Linked DNA regions of Mus musculus: regions 1 and 3 are each linked to region 2. Evidence: chromatin contacts called from public HiChIP or PLAC-seq data. All regions are on one chromosome and are shown on one strand. Each heading gives the region's core, a stretch centred on a gene start, on an enhancer-like site or on the middle of the called end of the contact. The rest is flanking DNA. Distances are from core to core; before and after follow the strand shown.

The links. HiChIP or PLAC-seq counts read pairs in DNA pulled down with a chosen protein or histone mark.
Region 1: a contact with region 2 is called in an H3K4me3 HiChIP or PLAC-seq map of embryonic stem cells, with 20 read pairs. The contact joins the enhancer-like site here to the promoter of Rpl19 in region 2. A contact is called at or near these places in 2 of 39 promoter capture datasets (the HPC-7 cell line and neural stem cells), 1 of 15 datasets of contacts at CTCF or cohesin (the NIH/3T3 cell line), 5 of 484 Hi-C or Micro-C datasets (CD4 T cells, the HL-1 cell line, the N1E-115 cell line and 2 more), 23 of 115 datasets of contacts at active chromatin or transcription factors (CD8 T cells, the SCID.adh cell line, bone marrow-derived macrophages and 17 more) and 4 of 9 other capture datasets (adipose tissue, embryonic stem cells, liver and 1 more).
Region 3: an H3K27ac HiChIP or PLAC-seq map of embryonic stem cells shows a contact between it and region 2, with 10 read pairs. The contact joins the promoter of 1700001P01Rik here to the promoter of Rpl19 in region 2. A contact is called at or near these places in 15 of 39 promoter capture datasets (the 3T3-L1 cell line, 3T3-L1-derived adipocytes, the C10 cell line and 10 more), 5 of 484 Hi-C or Micro-C datasets (CD8 T cells, Th1 cells, embryonic stem cells and 2 more), 29 of 115 datasets of contacts at active chromatin or transcription factors (the 230-238 cell line, CD8 T cells, the SCID.adh cell line and 20 more) and 5 of 9 other capture datasets (adipose tissue, embryonic stem cells, liver and 2 more).

What each region holds. Positions count from the first base shown.
Region 1 is chr11:97,815,721-97,819,386 of GRCm38.p6, reverse strand. It overlaps Lasp1 (LIM and SH3 protein 1), which reads right to left. Exons shown (of 7, transcript NM_010688.5): 3 at 3,605-3,666. Among named protein-coding and RNA genes, the nearest start is that of Lasp1, 18 kb to the right of the region's middle. Within about 2 kb of position 1,841, at least 170 of the 459 cell types and tissues checked have an H3K27ac peak or open chromatin away from gene starts, as enhancers often do. A contact at or near this core is called in CD8 T cells, the HL-1 cell line, the SCID.adh cell line and 13 more, where this site is marked.
Region 2 is chr11:98,025,091-98,028,694 of GRCm38.p6, reverse strand. Rpl19 (ribosomal protein L19) reads right to left here and starts at 1,771. Exons shown (of 6, transcript NM_009078.2): 1 at 1,705-1,771; 2 at 766-872; 3 at 227-349. The coding sequence starts at 1,709.
Region 3 is chr11:97,774,396-97,777,706 of GRCm38.p6, reverse strand. It overlaps 1700001P01Rik (RIKEN cDNA 1700001P01 gene), which reads left to right and starts at 1,789. Exons shown (of 3, transcript NM_028156.2): 1 at 1,789-2,055. The coding sequence starts at 1,849. It overlaps Rpl23 (ribosomal protein L23), which reads left to right. Exons shown (of 5, transcript NM_022891.3): 5 at 1-181.

The DNA.
Region 1 (3,666 bases), core at 592-3,091, 210 kb after region 2:
CTAGTCTTTTTCATTCTCGATTACACATAGTGCTACTACACTCAGTAAGAGTGCCACTTGTCAGGGTGCGTGGCTGCCATGCAGGTCACAGGATCCAAGGCAGGAGTGAGAACCCTGCCCCAAGATGAGTGAGGGAGAGGCATTGTGCACACACACACACACACACACACACACACACACACACACACACACACACACGGCATTTCCTAAAACACTCTATGAAGGTGACAAGGAACAGAAGAACAGAGAGACTCCCAGCACATCTGCCAGGGAGAGGGCCTGGACTTGGTCACACACATTCTCTATTTCAACTCCAACCCAAGGATACTGTCTCTATTTAGTAGGGGTACAGTGAGAAGAGGGGAGCTGGGGACAACTGCCAGCTTTGACAGCAAGGCTCAGAGTGTTACTTCTGGGCAGCTCTGTGGTTGGGGAGGTTACAGACACCCAAAGCACCAGTCTCGGGACCAATGCAGCAGTGGGGGAACAAGGCAGAAACGGCCCAGGCAGCTCCCCAAAGGAAAGAGCCCACACATGAAGCCAGGCCAGGAAGCAGGCAGCCCTGGAAGGAGCCCAGGATGCCCTGCCCTGCTGGAGTGGGGCAGGGAAGGGGAGAAAGGTTCCCACTTTGCTTCCAGCCAGCCACACAAAGCCCTAGCTAGCCCTGCCCCCACAGCAGCCACAGATCTATCACTAGCCAGGCCGGTCCTGCCAAGCCCTTAGCGACAGGCCCAGCCCCCAACTTCCAGGCAAATGGGTCTCCATCTCTATTTCACTACAGAGGGAGGAAAAAAACTATGAGGGGGAAAGAAATACAAACAAACAAACAAAGGGCTCAGACTGCACAGATGGTAGACAGTGGGAGAGACACACCACCCAAAGCTTTCTTTTCCACATGGTCCTGCAGGTCCGCAGGTCCAGGAACAGATCTGTGCCCCCAATGCAGACGGTCAATTCCTTCACCTCCCACCCCGTTGACTGGGATCACACAGACCCTCCAGTGTGTCACCATCCCGAGGCTACCACCTGTTGGCTTTATTAGCTCTACCCTGCTAGCACCTAACTTAGCAGCCCAAGCAGAGGAAGTCTCCAGGGCACCAGGCCTGGTTTGGGCAGAGGCGCACAAACACCAGTAATCCCAGCCCCCAGGAGGCTGAGTTGGAAGGATTAGCAGGGGTTTGAGGCCGGCCTGGGTTAACCTCCTTTGAGCTGGTGTGATGGGCAGTCAGTCCTATAGAACAGCTCCAGCTGTGCACTGAGGCCCCATCAGCTAAGCTCAAAATCTGCCTGCCTGTGGGCTGGGCAAGTGGTCCTGAGAGACAAGGAGTTAGAGTCCCAGCCGGACGGATGGACTGACAGTCAGGGGGCCGTGGCTAGATAAGAAAGATGGTGAGCTTTCATCAGCGTGGCTTCTCCAAACCTCAGTGACCCCACCTACGTAATAAAAACAGCCCCTTCTTAATCTAGGAGTAGGGACTCACACCTAAAATACCAACACCCAGGAGGCTGAGGCAGGAGAATTCCATCTCAAACTACATAGGTAATGCCAGCCCAGCCAAGGATACAGTGAGATCCCGGCTCAAAACAACAACAACAACAAAAGACAAAAGACAAAAAAAAAAAAAAGAGAAGCCAACAACCAAAGAGGGAGCCCCACAAAAGCAGCTCTTCCCTTTTTGACAATACGATTGTGAGAACTGATACACACAGGGCCTCCTGCCTCTCAGTAAGAAACTAAGAGAACGTTATGGCAGCCCACAGCAGACCCTAGAGTCTAGGAACCTCCGAGTCTGTGTGTGGAGAGCAGGGCAGCCCTACAAACAGCAAGGGCAGCCCTGATGCCCCTGTACACAGGCACGGGTAGTAGGGCTGGCTGGCTGCCTTCTGATATCAGCCCCGCCCTACAGGGGTCAGATTCCAGAAGCAAAAAAAAAAAAAAGCTGAGGTGGAGCTCTCATGGGCTCCCAAGGGCAAGTGGGTTGGGTTTCTCCTTAAAGTAGAATGTAGAAAGAAAGAAAAAAGAAGAGGAGGAAAAAGACAAAAGGGGAGGGAAAAAAAGAAAAGGAGGAGGAGAAGGAAGAAGAGGAGGAGGAGGAGGAGGAGAAGGAAGACGAGTGGAGAAGAAGGAGGCAATCTCTCGCTTGGCCCAGGCATCTGGCCCTCTGACCCCTCTCCCTGCCTGCTGGACCATTCCATCGTCATCTGGAGTCATTCAGAGCAGCTTCCCCAGGAAATGCTAAGGGGCAAGCAGCTGCCTGTGCTGTGGGACACACTGGAGGGCTACACACTCAAGGCACACACTGGTGTGTGGGAGTGAAGAGCCCAGATACGGCAGGCAGCCTCGCTCGCTCAATATGGCCTTGAACTCTTGAGGGCTCGCTTCCAAGAGGGACGTGGGGGACTGATCCCAAACCTGCCCTTGGAGTGGCATCAAGGCCCAGAAGGAGAAGCTATCACACCGCTTTTAGGTTTCCCACGTTCTCAGCAGCCTCGGGGTCTGCTGTGCTTCTTAAGGAGAGGAAACTGTTCCCTTCAGGTAGTAGATAGGAAACTATAAGCCAGATGTGGTATGACCTGCAATCTTGGCACTTGGGAGATGGAGACATGAGGAGGGAATCAATGCTATTCTCTTTTTTTTTCCTCCTAAGATTTTTTTCGTGTGTGTTTAATTATATGTAGGTGCGTGCTTCCATGAGGTTATGTGCACGTAAACGCACGTGAGCGCACGTGACGCAGACACCGGAGGCTTCAGATTCCCCCAGAGCTAGAGATACAAACGTTGTAATGACGTGAGTTTCTGAGCTGTTTTTCCAGCCCCCAAGGCAATGTCTTAAAAGGGTTATATGGCATTATCATCTCAGGACAACCAGAACAAACAAAAAAAAACCCACCTGAAGCAGTCGTGCAAGGGTCTGTGCCCGAGTGAGCCCTTGTGGCCCAGGTGGCACCAACCTGGGCCCCTTGCCAACTCAGTAAATTCCCCCACTGTATTCTCTCATCTAATCCTTTAATCCTCACTGAGGCAGGCCAGGCTGGTTCCAGGCAGGCTCTCGGAGCTCCAGACCACCTAGCATGGCGCAGCTCAGTGCCCCTGAAGGACAGAGTCTTCCCCTCTGAGCCAGGGCATATCATGCCTCCTTCTCTATTGTTGGAACAACCCGTATCACTCAGGAAAGCCAAACTAAAGAGATGGGAGGATGGGCCCCTCATACCGCCCTCCCTCCAAGACATCCAAAAGGTCTCAAGACAAGGTTACAGAGGACAGGCTGTGCATCACAGACTAGTATAGTTTTCTGGTTGGCTCTCAGCTCTTCTGTGTCACGTGTAAAGGAACAGAACAGAAGGCTCTAGGAGCCCAGGAGAGTCAAACATATGTCCACGCCTCCCCAACCAATTTCAGGTATGAAGGCGGTATTTCCGCCCTCCCTGACCTCTGCAGAAGTCAGGAAGTGTGAAGTAACTGAGCAAGGGTGGGGATGGGGAGACGACAGGCCAGCCTGGGATTTCAGCACCGCAGGCCTTACAGAGACCACAAATGCCCTGGCTCAATCCTGTTACACAACCCCACTCCCCTTCCACCAGCCCCAGAGCGCCGGGTTCTCACCTGACTCTGCAGCTCGCTCTGTTGCTTGAGGCGGAGATTTTCCGGAGTGTCGGCCACCATGG
Region 2 (3,604 bases), core at 522-3,021:
GAATGTAGGGACTTAATGCTGACATCTTTTCCCACCAACAAACTCAGCACTAGTGCCAACTTGTATCCATGCAAAAGAAGATAGTTACCACCCAGCAACTGCACAAGATGGGAGAAAAAATATCACCAGTGTGAATGTAGAGCCGGACCGGTCTTAAGCTTGCTGACAAGTGCTCTACCCAGTGTACCCATCTAAGAGGCAGAGTGAAAGGCTAGACCATTCTCACCTATGCCCATATGCCTGCCCTTCCGTCGGGCCAGGGTGTTTTTCCGGCAACGAGCCCGGGAATGGACAGTCACAGGCTTGCGGATGATCAGCCCATCCTTGATCAGCTTCCTGATCTGCTGACCTGGGAAGGCACAACACACCCGTTAGTAAAGTGCCAGCCACAAAAGTCAAGCTCTTACCCTTGACCCAACATCCTGAAAAGGAGATGAAATCCTGGAATACTTATTTTAAAAAGAACATTTACCTCGTAAATATTTCATAGCATATTGGTGTATCTGAAATGCAGTTTAACAAAGTACTTGGTCTGATACTAACAAGGCTTGCTTCTGTCTTGAAACCTCATCCAACATCCTCCAGTCTTTAAATATCAAAAACTTCCACGGGACATAAAATACTCACTTTACTCATAAATTATTAATGTAACACGAGATGGTTGCACCCTATAAACTATTTCTATATACAATGATATATGTATAAGACATACATACTTATCTCCTTATAGGTAGATAGTGAGTGAGGGTGACAGATCATACTCACGGGAGTTGGCATTGGCGATTTCATTGGTCTCATTGGGATCCAACCAGACCTTCTTTTTCCCGCAGCGGAGGACACTAGAGGCAAGCCTCTTCTGTAGCCTGAGCATACTGGGTACACAGAAAGCACTAGTAAGCCCTGGAAGCGACATCTGAACAACAACAAACACTCCAAGCAAAATCTTCCCTCTAAAATATACACCAGTATGCATACATTTCTATTAAGGGCAAACACACCCCCTAGACCTAAAATTTTTGCCACCCCTTCCTGTCCTCTAATAACTATTTCCAAAGCAAGGCCTTAAATCCAAACCAAGAAAGACCTGGGCAATGAACGTGGCCAAAGTGGCCAGCCATTTGAGATCTGGGGTGGGGGGAAGGGGTGCTTAAGCTCTTCCGGGTACTTGGCTCGGTGAAGACTTTAATGTTAAGGATCAGACACGAATTGATCAGACTCGACTGTGACGCAGCCTGTTTACCCAGAACAGGCGAGGCTCTTTGCTTTCTGGGCTCTTTTTCACGTTAATAAACCTCGTCCAGCCGTTCGGGCGGAAGCCGACCCGGCACCTCATCCTCCGCACTCGGAGGCCTGGCCTTGCCCGAGACTTGTCCCACGTTACATGGTAGGGGTCTGTTGGGCTCCGGCGAGCCGAGGAGCCACTCAGGGCCCTGTCGCCGCTGCTCTCCCCGCGCCCTGCCTCACAACGCGTGACAGGCAGAGAGCGGCGCCCGCGGGAGATCTTCGGGCCTCGGCGTCCCGCGTTCCACCCTCCCTAGGCCCAGGCCGTGCGCGCTCTCCGCGCTCCGGGTGCGGCCGCACCACGCTCGCCTCCCCTCTCCCCTCTGCCATCCGGGGTCCCGGCCCCGATCCCTGCCAAGCCTTGCCGGCCCCGTCGGCCCCGTCGACCTCATCGGCCAAGAACCGAGAGCCGGGCCCGCTCACCTCATGGCTGCGGCCGCAGCAGCGAAAGGAAAGAGCTTGTGGGCCGCAGGCTCCGCCCATTATCTGCGAAGGGGAGAGCCCAAGCCCCACTCCATGATTGTCTGTATTTACGCTACGCTATTTCACCTTATTTCATCTCACACTAATTTGTTTTCTTCCTAAAAAATCGTGATCCTAGATACTGGAGATCGAGAATCAGTTTTAAACTGTAAAACACAAAAGACCTACCCCTTTCGTCGGGCAAAATGGTTCAGTCCGACTCCGCGGCGCACATGCGCAGTGAGGGCGTTTGGTCACGTGGTCCTCTGGGTAGCCGGAAGTCACGCTAAGTCGCGCAGGCGGCGTGAGGAGGGTTTGGCCTGGACGGCCTGGTCTTCGCGGAGGGCTAGCGGTCTGTGAAAGGTTTCTAGATTAGCTGGGAGAAAAGGAGCGAAGGGAGTGTTAGAGAATAAGGACGGCGGAGAGCCAGCGGACACTACCCCGCTTTCGCTCCCAGAGAGTAGTAGCTCGCGCGCAGGCAAAAACCAAGAGATTTTTCTCAGTGCCCCCGCAGATCCCTATCTCTGGATGCTTCCATTTCAATCTCCATTGTAGTCTGAACCTAAGCCTCGTATTTCTGTCATCCACTTGTGAAAATCATATGCATCTACTATTACAAAAAAGGCGTTAGCACAAGCAAGCGGAACCAATCTCGTTTGGCTCAATCTGCACTGTAGCAAGTCCGTGTGAGGAGACCCTACATTGACTAAACGAAGGGTTGTCAGAACAAAAAAGGACGAATGGCTTTGGAGACCTCTGACTGAAAACCCAAAGAGAATGTTCTGGGGGCCAAAAGTTCAAATATCTGGAGCTCCGGAGCGGAGCAGCTGGCTTACTCCCTTAATCCTGTCAGGAAATGATATGGACCCAAATTTAAGGTGGTCCAGGCAATCTGGGCTACAGAATAAGACCCCAGTACTTGGGAGGCAGAAGGATCAGAATTTCAAGGCCACCCTTAGCGACATATGGAGTTCAAGGCCAGCCCGGATATTGGGAGCCCCGATTAAAAAACAAACCCAAAAACCAGGGAGTGGGACTAGAGATGGCACAGGCTTGTGCGTTTGCAATGGATTGCAGTTGGATTCCCAACATCCATATCTGCCTGTAAACATTCAGAACTGTCAGTAACTCCTTGCTACCTGGTGCCCTGTGCCAGTCTCATGCGCTGGCACAGTGAGGTAGAGCAGATATGATGGCATGCATGGATATGCACATAAATAAAAATAACCCTGTTTTTTAAAAGTCCTAGACCCAAGCTGGGTATTGTAGTATGTACCAGCACTCAGGAGGCAAAGGCAGGTGGATCTCTGTGAGTTTGAGAACAGCCTGGTCTAGATCAGGGTTCTGGTCCTCTTGCTTACTTGAATCAAGAGTCTTTCTTTTTCTCTGCTTGTTTTTGAGACAAGGTCCTGTTATGTAGCCTAGGATGGCCTCAACTCTATCTTCCTGCCTCTACCTTCTCTCCAGTGCTTGAATTGCACTTACAGGTCTGCGTCTCTGTGCTTGGTTGCTATCTTCTTTGAATTTTCTAAGCAGTAAAATGAGCTGAGAGTTAAAAGGAAAGAGCCAGGGTAAGAAACATACTTATGCACTATCTCAGAAATAGTCAACTTTTAAAAAAATCTTCATTTTGGCCAGGCAGTGGTGGTGGTGCACGCCTTTAATCCCAGCACTTGGGAGGCAGAGGCAGGTGGATTTCTGAGTTCAAGGCCAGCCTGGTCTACAGAGTGAATTCCAGGACAGCCAGGACGACACAGAGAAACCCCGTCTCAAAAACCCAAAACAACAACAAAACAAACAAGCAAGCAAAAAATAAATAAATAAAAAATCCTCATCTTGGTGGTGCTGCACGCCTCCAAGC
Region 3 (3,311 bases), core at 540-3,039, 250 kb after region 2:
CCAGGAATACACAGAGAAACCCTTGTCTCCAAAAACCAAAAAAAACAAAACACGCATTCTTTTCAGGTCTTTGCTGGGACCAGGTACACATAACACAGATAAATATTAGAGCAAACCATGCACATATGGTAAATTATCTTTGGGTTTTGGGTCCCTAAAATAAAGTGGTGTGTTCATTGTGTTTCTGTGAGTGCTTGAGAACGACCTTGAAGGTTGAAGCCTGGATGGCCACTTGAGTGTTGTGTACAGGAGCCCTGTGCTTGAGTGCAGATGTTTAGGTCATCTGGTCATTAGCCAGAGGTCACCTTTCCATGGCTGTGGTTGATTAAGGTACTTAACACTTGTGGACTTTTTTCAGAATGAAAAAATAGGGCTGGAGAGATGGCTCAGCTGTTAAGAGCACTGGCTGATCTGCCAGAGGTCCTGAGTTAATTCCCAGCAGCCACGTGGCTCATAACCATCTGTAATGGGATCTGCTGCCCTCTTCTGGCCTGTAGTTATGCAGGCAGAGTACTGTATACATATAAATCTTTTTAAAAAGAATAGAAAATAATGTCCACAGAATGATGTATAGAGTCGCCCGTGTAGTGATGTCCAACCACCTAGAGACAGATCTCTACGTTCAGGGCCAGCCTGGTCATGTGTAGTATTTGCTGTGTTTACCCACCTTTGGCCCACTTTAAAATCCTGCTTCTGCTGGATTTAGCTGTGGGGGTGCTGGAATGTGTACCAGCCCTTGGCCAGAGGAAGTCATCCCTATAACTGGTGTCATTTGAGCCCTATGTCCTCTAAGAGTAGGCAGTATTGTGTCCCCTCCTGCTGGGATCTATAGGCCTACACCTGTCAAACTTTTCTACTGCAGACTATCGGGTCTTGTGTTGCCTTTTTCAAGACAAGTTTTCTCTAACTGCCCTGGAAGTCCCAGCTGGTCTCTACCTCCCCAGTACTGGGATAAAAGGCATGAACATAAAAGTCCTTAGCTGTGTTCCTTGAATCCAGCAGAGTTAGTACATTTTTGAGGCCCTGTTGGACAAAGTATCCAAGTGGAACTACTGAGTAAGGAATTGATACCAGGTGTGGCATGTGCCTGTAATAGCAACACTGTAGCTATCAAAAACTTGAGGCTTGCCTGGCAGTGGTGATGCACACCTTTAATCCCAGCACTCAGGAGGCGGATTTCTGAGTTCGAGGCCAGCCTGGTCTACAAAGTGAGTTCCAGCGAGTCAGTGAAGCCCTGTCTCAAACAAACAAAAAAACCAAGTGAGCCCCCACCATGCCTGGTTTGCAGAGACCCTTCTAAACCTTAGCTACTTAGACTGAACTTAGGAGGGTTCTGAGAAGATTTGGCCAAAATGTGGACAAATGGGGAAAAGTCAGCCAGGAAATTTACTAAGTCTGAGTGTTGAGTCTGGAAATGCTGGACTGCACTACTTCGTAGAGGAACTGTTCGATTACCATTTGTTGTTGGTTTGGTTTGGTTTGGCTTTGTATAGCCCTGGTTGTCTTGGGACGCTGCCACTACGCCGGCTCAGTTACCACACAACTCCCACTCGGGCACACCTGCACTCATATACATATGAAATGTTAAAACGTGTGTGTGTATGAATGAGTGTAAGCAAAAGACTCGGGTTGTAGCAGCTTGGTATAGAGTGCTTTCCTACTATGCCCAGGCATAAAGCCTTCCTTGGGTTAAGTTCCAGCATCACGATAAGATGGGCGTGGTGGTGACCCTGAAATAACAATAGGGTTTGTGTCTCAGGGAGGTAATTGACAGACGTAACAATGCTCAGTGAAGTCCCCATCTAAGGCTCCAGAAAGCTCTCAGACTCGAAGACTGCGGTGGTTAGGATGGCTTGTTGTTACAACAGTCCTCGGCGACTCGAAAAATCTTTTGTTTTGGATGGGGTAGCTGTGAGCACAATGGCCCAGGCCTACAGCATCATGAGGCCCAAGCTGTGGTCTGCAATTCCGCCTTATAATCCTCAACTGGACCACCACAGTCGTCGGTACTTCCGGAGCCGCGTGGTTCCGCCCATTTTGCGGAAAACTGATCAGGTAGGTGTGGGAGCATCCCGGAGCACCTGCGACTTCAGGCAGTCAGCTTGTGGGTTTGGGTCCTGGTGGCCCAGGACTTCGAGGTTTCGCACCCCTCTAATTCTGGGCCTTGAGCTACCGGGCGCTGTGCACCGCTGAGGCCCGCACCCTGCGGCTGTTTTGGTGAGTTAGAGGAGCAGGATGAGAGAGGAGTGCTGGTGCTGAGCTCATTTGGTCCTTTCTACCCAGAACCCCACCCATCTACAGTCTCATTTCTTGTTTCTGCGAGCAGAGGATAAGGCGCAAAGCCAAGTCTCTACAGACAAATAATAGATTTCTTTGTCTTTGTGACGTCACAGGGGCCGCTTAGCTGTGACCTCACTACGGATCTTCAAAACCCACAGAAACTACCAATAAGCTTTGTGAACCAAAGGGGATTGCCTTGTCCTATGCTGTCACAGTCACCGGGTTAAGGCTGGCTTGCACCTGTGAGCCCAAGGGAAGCCATTGCCCCATCTCTGCAGACATCCTACTTATACAGGATCATAGATCTCAGGCTGTCCATTGACAGTTCATTTCTCCCAACACTTTTTAAAATTTTTTTTTACTTCTTGTTTTGATGTAGTCTCGCTGTATCACAAGCTGTCCTTGAGCTCTTATGCTCAACTGATCCTCAGTCTAGTTAGTGGCTGAGGATGTAGCTTACTGGTACAATACCTACCTCACATGGAGGAGGTCAGGCACACCCCCCCCACACCCATTAAAAAACAAATAAACAAACAAACAAAAACAACTAATGGCTGGGAATGCAGGGGTCCAGCCCACGTCACCTCCCTGTTTTGGTAAATCTCCAACCCAAATATGCCCTGTCAATGAAAACATGACTCAGTTAATATGAATACATGCTGTGCACCTAGATTGGCCAGATCTACTGCTACACTACCAACTTCCATATCTATGAGACCCCTTAGATAGAACTTGCAGTTTCTCCAGGCCATGTGCTCTGCTTTTCTTCTTCCTCCTCCTCTTCTGCATCCTCTCTCTCTCCCATTTTCTACTTTTCTCTCCCCACCTTCTGCTCCACCTTCCCTTTTATCTACCCAATCATCAGCTCTCCTTTATTAAGGTGGGAAGCAGGGTAACATGAAATCAGGAGAGAGTGTTGACCCATTCCTTGTTCACGGCCCCTCACGGGAGAATGGAATTAACATCAAATATAACTAGCCCCAGAGCTATCCACAATACTTTTGCCTTCAGTATGTGTTGATTTCAGTGAT